3 separate regions of the Sus scrofa genome follow, and all the other regions are linked to region 1. Evidence: chromatin contacts called from public Hi-C data. All regions are on one chromosome and are shown on one strand. The core of a region is the stretch at or near the end of the contact, and the rest is flanking DNA. Distances in the headings are between cores, read along the strand shown.

Evidence for each region. Hi-C and Micro-C count contacts between places; a contact is called where the count stands out from the background.
Region 2: a contact with region 1 is called in a Hi-C map of liver, with 2.3 times the contacts expected there. A contact is called at or near these places in 1 of 5 promoter capture datasets (liver), 8 of 47 Hi-C or Micro-C datasets (embryonic fibroblasts, fetal liver, heart right ventricle and 2 more) and 1 of 2 datasets of targeted methods (skeletal muscle).
Region 3: a Hi-C map of liver shows a contact between it and region 1, with 6 times the contacts expected there. A contact is called at or near these places in 1 of 47 Hi-C or Micro-C datasets (liver) and 1 of 2 datasets of targeted methods (skeletal muscle).

The regions. Positions count from the first base shown.
Region 1 is chr5:12,394,294-12,398,455 of Sscrofa11.1, forward strand. The region is part of intron 6 of SYN3 (synapsin-3); the gene reads left to right. LOC102167235 (a long non-coding RNA gene) reads right to left here. Exons shown (of 3, transcript XR_298408.3): 3 at 1-2,311. Among named protein-coding and RNA genes, the nearest start is that of FBXO7, 130 kb to the right of the region's middle.
Region 2 is chr5:12,263,186-12,267,441 of Sscrofa11.1, forward strand. All of the region lies in intron 6 of SYN3 (synapsin-3), which reads left to right. Among named protein-coding and RNA genes, the nearest start is that of TIMP3, 23 kb to the left of the region's middle.
Region 3 is chr5:12,213,490-12,217,324 of Sscrofa11.1, forward strand. The region is part of intron 6 of SYN3 (synapsin-3); the gene reads left to right. All of the region lies in intron 1 of TIMP3 (metalloproteinase inhibitor 3), which reads right to left. Among named protein-coding and RNA genes, the nearest start is that of TIMP3, 27 kb to the right of the region's middle.

The sequences.
Region 1 (4,162 bases), core at 943-3,442:
TTCCCAACTCTCAAGCTCCTAGTCATCCTTCAAGGGCCGTCTCAAACACGTCGTCCTTCATCAGGCCTTCCCTGATGGCTCCCGTCCCTTTCCCCATGGAGGTGAGCTGTCTTTTATGAAATCCTTCATACGAGGCAGTGTATTTGGACTTTGCTTTCAATCATCCCCATCTTGTATAGTCCCCACAACGTGACTGAGATTCTTCAAACTTAAAGTCAGAAATGTGTCTCTTATGCGCAAATCCCCATGCACACCCTCTCGTCGTGAGTGCTCTGCAGTGTCTGTAAGTGTCGTGGTCTGCATGCGGCTCTCGGGAATGGGATGGCAGGAGTTGGGTAGCCTAAGTGGAAAGAATAACACTGCTGGGGAGGGAGGTGGGCAGAGAGGAGGGGAGGAACCTCAAAATCACAGCATTGGTCAACCTCAACAGGCCTGGGACCCTGAAATCCCTCATAGCCAAAAGGGCCTGAACTTGGAGAGAAAGATCATGAATGCTGAAGTGGGCTACTTATTCCATCCAGAGCACAACTTTTCCAAGAAACAAAAAGCAAGGCAAGCTCATGCAGCAAGAAGACTCTGAGCCAGGGGTGGCAAATTTGAGTGCCCCTGGGCTAACGAATGACCAAAGCCAACAGGGAAATGGGGGTGGGGTAGCGAACAGGAATACATGCCCCATCTAAAAGGACCTGGCTCTGCCTACAGAAATGCAGGTGCACAGGTGCCCAGATCCCTAACAATTATTCAAGAAAAGCCCCATGTCCAAGTTTTTATATGAAATCTCCCACTTTATAAATGTTAGCAGCTTATTCAGTTTTTGAAAGATCAGCAACACTGGGTGGTCCCAGTGAAATAGATTCACAAGCCACGTTCAGCCCATGCACTGCCAAATCGAGACCTCTGCATAGGTACCTGCCAGGTTACTGGGTAATATGATTGTGCCTGGCCAGGGCTAAGTTTGAAATCCACACAAACTAGAGAAGACAATGACCATTCTGCTAAATGGACCTGGTGCAGAAAGGGAGCCTACGAGGGTAGAATGTTTCAAACGTCTTCATGGTCTTTGCTTGCCTCCTCCTCCCTGGCATCTGTCACTCCTTGGCCCCCGGGCATTCAAGTTTACCACCCCTGGCCCCCGAGCTCTCTCATTGCAGCTTGACACTGCCTTGCTTTTCATTTTGGGAGAAATTGTGCTCTAGATGGACTAAATAAACCGCTTCAGTAATTCCTGATTTTTACCCCAGGCACAGTCCCTTTGGGGTATGGGAAATGTTCCCTTGGCTATCATGACAGTCAGAAGGCTTGGATGGGTCACCAACTTGCTATGACTTGAACAAATGACTTCCCTTCTGAGCTGAAGGTTCTCTGTGCAAAGAGTCGGGTGGACGGGAATAACCTCTGCAGTGCCTTCTAACCTCTAGCAGAGGAACTATTAACCCTTGATTATGCAAGGACCATGCCCCACAGTGGCAAGAGGGAATTTCTGTTGACAGGTTCCAGGCCTGGGAGCCCAAGAAACAGACTTTGACCCTAACTCACATGGCAATGGCCTCCTGCAGGCATCTAGCCAACAGACCAGCCAAAGTTCTCCCATCCCTCTGTGAGGAGTAGTAAGCATATTTTACCTACAGTGTGGCACAGGCATCGACCATCAGAGGGCTACTGGATAGGTCCCTGGAGGTGCTAGATGGTGGGAATTCTAGGATGTTGGCCCAGGGAGAGGCCAGAGAAGCTGAGGTGGTGGGAAGGCACCCCACAAATGACTACCAATGGGAACGAAGGTATTTAACCATTGTAATAATGGGTACAGCCAGGCAGGTGTGTATCCATTGAATGTCAGCTCAGCCCTCATCAGAATACTGCCTATCCCATATACAACAAGGCAGACCCGGATGCTGGCAACAGAATGAAAAGCGAATCTGCCCCCAACCCCCAGCCCCTGGGGACCTCACGGCACCCACCTCCCCCTCACGAGCTTGCTTTACTCCAGGCCACCCCCGCCCGTGGACATTGGCAAAGAGCAGGCACCATTCCAAACCCTGACTTCATGCTGACCATCAAATCCCCAAACCAGGGAGGGAGCAATGATGTCATTGTCCCTGTGTTTCAGAAAAGCAATAATCAGACGCAGAAGAGGATCGACTTTCAAGGCAGAAGGCCAAACAGTTTATCTTGGCAAAGGCCTCTGAGGATTGCCTCATAGAAAGAAAGGGCTGGCATGTGCATGAACATCATTTGTTATGAGCTGGGAATCTGCAGTGTCCTTGGAGTCAGGAAAACCTCGGGGACCCTGTTGAGATGGAGGATGTCGAATCTGAAACAAATGAGTATTAGTGTCATCTCTTCCCGTCAGAACCCTCTCTTGGGGAGGGAGGGGGCACCTCAAAGCTCAAGGAGGAGCCTTTTTCCAGCAAAGCTATGCCACTCCACCCTGGACCCAAGTCCTCTCCCATTAATATAAAGATGTCACCAGTTAAATTGGAGTAAGTGCCACAAAGGCAGGAACTTTGCTCCCTGCTATATCCTGGCATCTGTACACAGTTGAAAGATCAATAAATATTTGCTGAATGGATGACTAGGAGGAGAGAGCATGGATTGGGGAGTAGCCTCCTGGATTCGAGGGATCCAGGGGCATATCCAGGTCTGCCAGTCGGGCTTGGCTGGGCAGGCTGGGGTGATGAGGTGCAGCCATTGATTGGTTGCATATTTAAAACCGTCAACCATACTTCTCCCGTGATTCACAATCTTGCCTTCATGCTTCTGCTAGCCTTTAATCTTACTTGTAACAGTTATCTGGTCAACCTTTGGTGGTAAACACTGTTGAAAAGGCCCCGTTTTGGGAAAATAGGTTCAGGGGGAACAAGTCTCCCTGACCCCTACTTCTGCTGGGCTCTAACCCAAGCTCCATCACATCAGTGACCTTAAGCATGACACCTCCCCTCTCTGGGCCTCCATTTCCCCTTCTACAAAAAACAAAAACAAAACAAACAAACAAAAAAACAAGATAAACAAGAAGTATCCAGTGTTCTGAACTTTCAGAAGGAATTGTCTAAGCTCCCTTGTAGAAACAGAAGTCCATAGAATCTCCCCTAAAAAAATGCAATTCTTCGCAGACACAGGGGAACATTTTTGCATCCAGTATCTTGAGGTCCACCTCCCGTGTAGCCTGGCAAGGGAGCCCAGGGTCAGAGCCTTTTGGACATACTGATCTGTAAGTTCCTCCCAGCTCTGACTTTCTGGGATATTAACTAAAGTGTGACTGTGAGAAAACGCATTCCAGCTGCTTTCCTCTGAGGGCCGTCCTTCCCCCCTGCCGCAGCCAGGCTCCCTCTCACCTGCCCCGAGGGAATGAAGGAGTTTGAACTTAACTAATAATGGCCCCAAATACAGCCCCTAGTTTCCTCCAGACCCAGACCTCAAGTCAATAAAGGTAGCCCTCACGGAAATGAGGTGGAAAGCAAAAGGAAATCCAGGCAACTCAGCCTAAAAGGAATTTCCTCTTCTCTGCTTCTCCTTCCAATTTGGTCTTTCAAGGTTTGACGAAGGTGGGGCTGGGGGTGGGAAAAAATGCTAAGAGATTTTTTTTTTCAATTGAAGCTCAGAGGAGGTAGAGATGGGCGACAAAATAGAGAGGTCAGGCACAGGATACAGGGCAGAGGACCCTGATGAGTATGGGCGGGACCTCTGTGCATAGTCCAGGACAAATAGGACTTTTCCAACCCGCTAGTTTTTGCAAGCTATTTACAAAGCTGGACTAATCCAGCCCAGCTGTGAGACTCTAAGTAAACAAGGACTTCACTGAAGGATTAGAACTCACCCCCAAGCCTGTCCTTACAGAGCTCACTCCATCCTTTCTGTAGGGGAGGCAGTGAAATGTCAAGGTCAGGCAGGTGAAGATGAATCTGAGTGCAGGACTCACTCTTATCTGTCATCACTCTCAACCCTGGCAAGTCTCACTTGGCCATCAGATGGCCACACAGAACTGAGTCAGGATGCGTGTTCCCCTGCTTCTGAGCTGAGTAAATTTGGGGTTGTGGTTCTTCATCTCTCTGAGCCTCAGTTTTCCCCATCTACAAAATGGCAACAATAATGCCCAACTTCAAGACTCACTGAGCAGAATAAATGAGGAAATGAAAGTAAAAGGGCTGCAGGCAGTGCTCAACAC
Region 2 (4,256 bases), core at 1,061-3,560, 130 kb before region 1:
ATGCCAAGGCAAGTGGAAATGTAAAACAGAAACCAGGGCAGCCAACAGTGCCCTTTGGGGGCCTGGTCCACTCAGGTGTAGCTCACACTTGTGCAGCTATACCCTGGCCATCTGTAATTTTACTCCCCAGGGCACACTTCTGAAATACCTAGCTCGTTTACCTCCTTGTCCCCCCAGGGCCAGCTGCAGCTGTGAAACCCAACCCAGTTCAGCAAAGCACAAACCAGATGCAGTGTCCACCCATGAGCAGTGCACACCCATGAGCTGGTGAAAGAGAACAGAAGTCAAGGCAGCAGGTGTCAGGGGGCTCCATCTGGGCCCACCATTCCTGTATGGACTTGGCAATGCTGGAGGCAGAACACAGAGGTGTGCTCAGCCTTACCAAAAGAGGGAGCTCTTTGTTCTGGCTCCCTCTGCCATGTTCCACTTTTCTGCCCTGGTTATCCCACTGCAGGTAGGGGATAACCTCTATCGTAGCCAGTACTGCCCAACCTCTGTCGTAGCCAGTACTGAGGATTAAAGGAGTTGATATTGATGGCATCACAATTGTAATCTGTAAAGTGTGTTCAGCTAGTAATCATGCTTTTCCTCTTAATGGGTTTCCTAGGGAGGCAGTATGTCTTGGAGAGAAAAGCTTAATGTGAGAGTTTGATTCCTGGCTCTGCCCCTAGCCAGCTGTGTGCCCTTGGGGAAGTCATTATGCTTCTCTGAGCCAGGATTTCCTTTCCTGTGAAGTAGGAATAATAACACCCAGTTTAGAGAGTCCTGGTGAAGATGAAATGAGATAGTGCCTGACTCATAGAAGAAACTTAATGAGGAGTGGCGAGTAATACGGTGTCTTACATCCACCGTTCTCCACCATTGTCCTTCCCTTAGGGCAGCCTTATCTGACCTGAGGGACCAGATAAGGATCTACAGTTACAAGCCAGCATACATAGAGTTCTTTGCAGCCTACATCACATTTTACATTTATTTGGATGATCATCTGATTACCATCAGCCTCTCTCACTAGCCATACATAGAGGCAGGGACTGTGTCTGTCTCAGGCCATTGCTGTAACCTTAGTACCTAAGACAAACCTGGCACACAATAGGTGCTCAGTAAATATATGTGGAGTAAATTTGTGAAGGAAATGAGCACTATCCCAATATGCTGGTATATTCCATTTATTTGGAAGGTAGTGTTACAAATAGGTTTTTGTTTTTGGTAATGAAAGTCCTGGAGTTTATTTTCTTTTTAAGAAATAATTAAAACATGTCCAAGGTTATCTTTAAAATAGCGTCATCCTCATTAACAGGAGGTTTGGTGGGAATAGTGATACGGATGATCAGGGCCTTGTTGTACTAGTCAAATTCACTTGACAAACAGAACCAGGCAGCTAGACACCTGCTATAAGCCCCAGAGCTGACACCACACCTTGGAAAGGATAAGGAGAGGAAGGTATTGGGTCAGCGAAGTCAAGACCACCCAGGATGGAACCTCCAGGCATATGGAGCTGCCCTGGCATTGTCAAGTGGCTCAAGTGCCCTTCCCAATGTCTCTTCCCAGCCAACACATGCACTCAGAAGGCCAGCTCTTTGCTCTGGTCCCCTCCTGCAGCCAGCACCTCCCCACTTCCAGTACTTTTGCCACAAAGCCCACTCCCAAGAGCTGCCACTGAGACAGCATGAGGTTGGAGCCTCGTGTTCCTGGGTGAGCAGAAGGGCCCCACCCAAGTGGGTCAGGCAGGACAAAACGGTCCACAGTGAGGTACACCTGCCTGGAGGCTGGAGATCTCCCAGTCAAAACTAATCACCGCTCACTGTCAGAAACACCCCCTAGAACTTTCACAAATCTCCTGGGCCCTAATAAGTGCCAAGGTCAACACTTAGCCTTTCTTGTTTTCTCTGCCTCTTGGCCGCTGTCTCTTTCCTGAAATAGTGGAGGGAGAGGCAGTTGGGGGAGGGAGGGGGCACAGCTAAACAAATAAAGGAATTTCTGTCCCTTTGAGTTTTATTTTGATGAGGGAAGGCACAGAGGGACCCAACTGCACTCTAACAAAGGTTGACTCCCCTGCTGAGAGCGTAAGTCCTGACCCAGCAAAAACAGATCTAAGGTTAAACATTGTATGGCATAATCATTCTTAAAACTTAGGAAACTTTAACGTTATTTTTTTTAAAACCCTGACAAAAATAAAAATGAAATGAAAACAGTGTCATCCTTTGTTGATTGCTTTTCAGTATGTTTTCTTGGGTGGGGCAGCAGTTCAGTGCAAGCCCAGGAGGTTACACTCTACCCATCGTAATCCCATGAGAATGTCTCCCACGGGAATGTCATCCGGTGATTAGGTCTTGATGGAAACAGAAGGTTGAAAAATGTGGACTTACATCACAGATCCCTTTTGCCTGGCCTCTGGTCTAGAAAATTGAAAATGAGAATGTCCTTGTCTTTCCCTCAGATGACGTGAGCACTGAAAAGTTAATGCCCTAAGATCCTAGGGTAAGAGCACAGAATTATCTGCTTCCTGCCATAAAACTTCCTGCCTCTAGATGCTGTTTATCAGTCATTTAACCCTAATGTGTTTTGACCAGAGGGTCCTGATAAGAGAAAAGTCTTCACATCTCTATTACAGCTTATATCCCCCGCCTTTGCAGTAATTTAGTGTTTTTCAAAGGTTTTAGGTGGTATTCCCATCAACTTTTTATCTAATAACACTTTAGTACAATAAGTAGTATAAGAAACTTAACTAGCAAATCAAATCTACAAATTCATGTATATTATTCCTTAGATATTCTCAAGGCTAACACTTTAGTGAGAGAAAAAGTCAATCCAAAGAAAATACTAAGTAAATATTAATAATAAACTGTTAGGATAAAATGGCAAAAATGAATGTAGAAAGCTAATGTATGAGCTTTAGGAATGCTGAAATTATTTCTTATCTCTCTTCCCACTAATTTATGAGTTTCTTTAGGATAGAGACTGCCTTTTATTCTTTATATCCCAAGCACTTAACACAGTGGCTGATACATAGGAACTCAATAAATTCAGTGAATGTGTGATGTGAGGTGCAAAAATGATGAGTGAATGAGTGAATGGAAGGACACTCTTGGCATCTTGGGTTTTGACAAATCCACTGATATCAGGGTCTTCCCAGAAGTGCCTTGGGAACAACAGTGTATTTTCCTTCCTAAACACGTTTCTGTGTGATAATAATTGGTAAAAGGACGTTAGGCTGGCCCCAGGACATGAAATCTAATATGCCTACATGCTAACTTCACCTGCTTTGGATTCTTCCCACTGGACAGAATTTCCAGCTCCCTGGAATAAAGGAAGAGCTGAGAATATCAAAATGCACAGCTAGGGCACTTCAGGCAAGACACCCTAGCTGTGGGGCCTTAGATATGTCACTTAATGTCTCCTTCTCTGCAGAGTGAAGGAGTTGTTGCAGGGAAAGAAATTATGATTCTGGGGGGTGGGGTTTGATTCTGAATTTGAAACCTACAGGGAAGGTAGCCAAGAAGAGGTACTTAAGAGCTGATGCAAGGTCAGATTCAGGCCTAAAGAACTGACACCTTGGCGTTCAGCGATCATCTATGCAGTCAGCATTGTGGGTCACTCTGGGTGGTAACATCTTTGAGGTCACCTGTGGCCACTCCCAACTTTAGGAACTTTCCTGTGTGCCTGTGGGACAGGAGGGTGGCTTCTGCTACTGGGGCCCCCACTATCTCAGAGCGATTGCCAGGGCAGCCTTGTCATGCCTGTCAGGCATGTTGTTCCACTTGGAATTCTTTTTTAAAAAATTTTTAAATTATAGTTGATTTATAACATTCTGTCAATTTCTGCTGTACAGCAAATTGACCGAGTCATACATATATATACATTCTTTTTCTCACGTTTTCTTCTGTCATGTTCTATCGCAAGTGATTGGATATAGTTCCCTATGATGTACAGCAAGACCTCATTGCTTATCCATTCTAAATGCAATAGTTTGCAAGTACTAACTTCAAACTCCTAGTCCATCCTCTCCCTCCCTCTCCCTCTTGGCAACCACAAGTCTGTTCTCCATGTCTGTGGTTCTGTTTCTGTTCTGTAGATGGGTTCGTCTGTGCCATATTTTAGATTCCACATCTAAGTGATATTACCACTTGGAATTCTTATGTCTCCCCCTAGGACTGCACTTTATAGTTACTGAATGCTGTTTATGTCCTCTGTCCCATCTGTTCTCCATGGGATCCCAGAAGAGGTCCCTTAGGGTACTGCAGAGAGAAATGGTAGCT
Region 3 (3,835 bases), core at 1,057-3,556, 180 kb before region 1:
AACTGAGGCTTGTAGAGAATAAGTGACTTTCCCAAGGTCATCTAAGTAGGAAATAGGCCAGTCCAGGCAGCCTGACTCTGGAGCTGATGCTTTCCACCACAGGGTCTTACTTCCCTTCCAGAAGCACATGTGTGGTCACAGTGTAGAGAGAGAGGCTATTTCACAGGTCACGAACTCTAGGTTGAGTGGGACGTTCACAGTCACTCATTGGAACCTCCTCTGAATTTCTTCTACAGTCCTATCATCTCAGGGTTAATGTATAACATCTCTGACTAGGGCAGCCTGTTCCATGTTGAGCCATTTTTAGCTGTTCCAAAATTCTCCTTTATACTGCCTCCATGTGCCTTCCTCCAGCGAGTCGACATTTTAGGCTTATACAAAACCAGACATTTGAAGAGCAAGGTCATGTGCTCTACACTGTTTTCAGGATAAATGTTTTCATAGGTTTGGATGGCCTTTCCCTACCTATGACTTGATTCCAAGTCTCCTTCTCTGTCTCACTTAGGGTCTTTAACTCCTAGTGGTGCTGGTGCAGGGTGAATGCAAATTCTCAGGGGCTGCTGATCAGTGTACAAAGTTGAGAGGGCCTTCACTCTCCCCACTCTAGATGCTTTTACTGCCAGCAGTGAAGTCTAAAACTTCACCACCATCCATTAAAAACCCCTCGTGTTTTCAAAACAGGGTCTGTCTCCCAACTTTGACATGACTTAATAAATAACTCAACCTGCTCTGCTAAATAACTGTACTTACTTGGGTGTAGAAGTAAATAAATTTGGGGTGAGGGAAGTCTTACTACATAGAAAGTTTTGAGTAGGAGAAAGAACCCTGGGCCAGGAATTGGTTGAGAGGTTCTCTTTCTGGTTCTTCCACTCTTTTGCTATGCAAGTTTGACAAATCCCCTTATTCTCAGAGCCCTGCCAGTTTTTTGTTTGTTTGTTTGTTTGTTTGTTTTCCCAAAATGAAGGAGTTGAGCTGGATGCATTTTAGGGTCCCTCACAACCTAAGGAGCTAAAGGTTATTTTACCATCACCTTATATCTCTAATTCATACATTTCCCCTGAGTTCTACTCTCTCCGTTGGTAAAGGTCCAGGATGTCATGTTCTTACCATTCACTGGGTCTAGATTCACATGTCTGAAGAGTTGATCTAACTTGAATAAGTACTTAGGATATTCCAGGTGCCTCTTCTGGTGTCCTCTCAAAAGCCTTCCTTGGCCTGTTATGTGTCTGGATGATTGGCAGTTGCCAAAACTGGGCACAGCAGCAAGGACAGAATTGGCTCCTAAGTCACCCACCCAGTCCATCAACTACATAATTTGAGTAACCCTCACCAATCTGTTTTCTTTATGAGCCGTTATCTTTTGGGTGGGTGGGTGTGTGTGGTAACATACTACTTTCCAGGCTGACAGTCCAGCAGAGGGTTTATATCCAAGAATGTAAACAAACCTGGGGTAATTTCAGTGCCTGAAGTCATTATGGGAGCATTGGACGTTAATGCCAGGTAGGGTCTCCTGCTCTGAATGTTTCGTAACTACCTATAGAAAAAGTCTAAAAAAAAAAAAAAAAAGCTGAAAAGAAGCCGTCTGCATTAACCTCCCAATTGTATGGTAATCTAAGGTAATAAAAATATTTCCAGGATGGCTTCTCCATGGGGACTGTGCTCAAATGACCTCTCACATACTAAGTGGGGATATGCCACATCTGTGAAGATAAAATTCCACCACCCTTGCCTGCCGACTGAGTTCAACAGTAGCTAAGACAGTGATCCCATCGGCATGCCGATTTTCCAGCCCACTCCGATGTGCTGAGTAATTTAAACTACTCACCTCTCCTCTGGGTCCTCCAGTCCTCCTGGAGAAGGAGACAGGGCACCATCCACCCCCATCCTTCCTGGATGGCTTATTTTAGATGCTCCTTTAGCTGCTCAGAAAAGCTGTCTTAAAACAAAGGGAGCCTCTCTTCTACTCAACCTCCAGCCCTCACGCCTCGCTGAGGATATACTTTGAGGCATAAAGGCCAAACTGCCACCTTGCTCTTAACTTCAACCTCAGTCCCACCTGAACCCAGCCACGCTGCATCCCAGCTCCAGAGGTTTCTATTTTTGAAACAGAAGGAATATTCAGTATTTTTCATCTGTCAATATTTTCTTTACCTTCATCTCCCTCCTCCTTCCTCCTGCTCCCGTGCCCCTCATTGGGGGTGGGTGGCGTTTAAAGTCCAAATAGAAACAAAGCCCAGTCCAGTCTGAGGCCAACAGATCATGATGTTCTGAGCGGATTTTACTATGTGCCAGCAAAGACGTCAGCAAGATCTACAGGAAACACCTTGCAAAATCCACTGGGAGAAGCAGAGGCCACCAAGAAGTGCAAGGCAGATACACTCCAGTCGCTGTGTGACTGGCTCTCGAGGCTGGGATGCAGGAAATGGCTGTGGGATTCCAGACCCTCGAAAGTGCAAACATACAACTCAGGGGGTCGGGGGAGGGTTGCAGTTACCTCTGGTATTTTCCACTGGGAATTTCTTTAACTTGCATATCTGTTTCCAACTTCCTATGCATGATCTGTGCAGAGGGGACCCAATAAGAAAGATCAAAAGCAGCTTCCCAAGGGCCTATTCCAGGGTTTAGCAGAAACAACATTTTTTGTGAAAGGGGGCTGCACAGTACAATGTCAGGAACACGAGGACTTGGGCACCAAAGAACCTAAGGTGGAATCTCAGCTCCAACTTCTACAAGCTGCAGACTCCGGACAAACCATTTAAATCTCTCAGCCTTGAAAATGAAGTTGCCTTATCTGGATGTTGTCAGGATGGAGTGAGACACTGAACGTACAGTGCCTGATAAGCAGCAACCTTGAGAAACAGTGGTGGTGTTTATTATTTCACGAGAGGCCCATTTTTACAAGGCAGTGAAGAGGCTGGAGGGAAGTAGGAGAAACAGTGAAACAGTTCCAAGAAGAGAGAAAAGAAAATGCAGAATACTAGCTGGGACCCATATGGGGCACTGAAAGCTCACAGCCTAGCTGCCAACCCTCCCCTCACAAAACATTGGCTGTCCCACTTACTTTTGCTAGGGGCATTGTGATTTCAGGTCAGGTTGAAACAAGGGACATTAACAGGTATCAGTCCAAGTGAATGAACACCCCAGAGCAGTGCAGAGAGGCCCAGCAAGAGGCAGGGAGAGGAAGCATTGCTAGAAATGCTAATGAGTAATTAGGTCCTTCTGGATCACATGTGGGTCCCTTTCTACCTGAGTGGGAGGGGTTCAGGCCAAAAGTGGTCTGTCAGAGTGTGTGGGTAGTCCCCAAACCTTCTTGCAGAGAAGCTGTGTGTGTGGGAAGCCAGCCCTGATGTGCGAAGTGAGGACTGCGAGCCATGGAGCTGGCAGGCCTGCTCGGGCCAGGGTCAGCAGCCAGAGCCCAGCATTGTTCTGGCCGGAGGAGAGAACGGCCTGTGGCCAGCATTCTGTGGGGAGGCCATGGTAGAGTGAAGGCCAGATGCAGTCCACCTAGGTCTGATGGAAACCAGGGCTGCTTTTCATGAAGCAGGAGGTGGGGATACTGGCTAGATGGAGCATCTAACACCCATCAATCCCCAGGACAAGTGGTTGCACATGAAATGTTGAGGGTGCCTCTGCCCCTACCCCACCCCCCACTGTAATGAAATGCCAGTTGACATACCAGCTAGACAAAGGGGGCATGTCCCTATGCTCTATCTGTTATTCAGTAACAATTATGGGTATTCTTTCAGCACCCCAGGAACAGGAAGCTGGCGGCAATTCTTTGAACCACCAGGTGTGATCAAGAAAGGAAGGTTCAAACGAAGAAGGCATTAGTTTT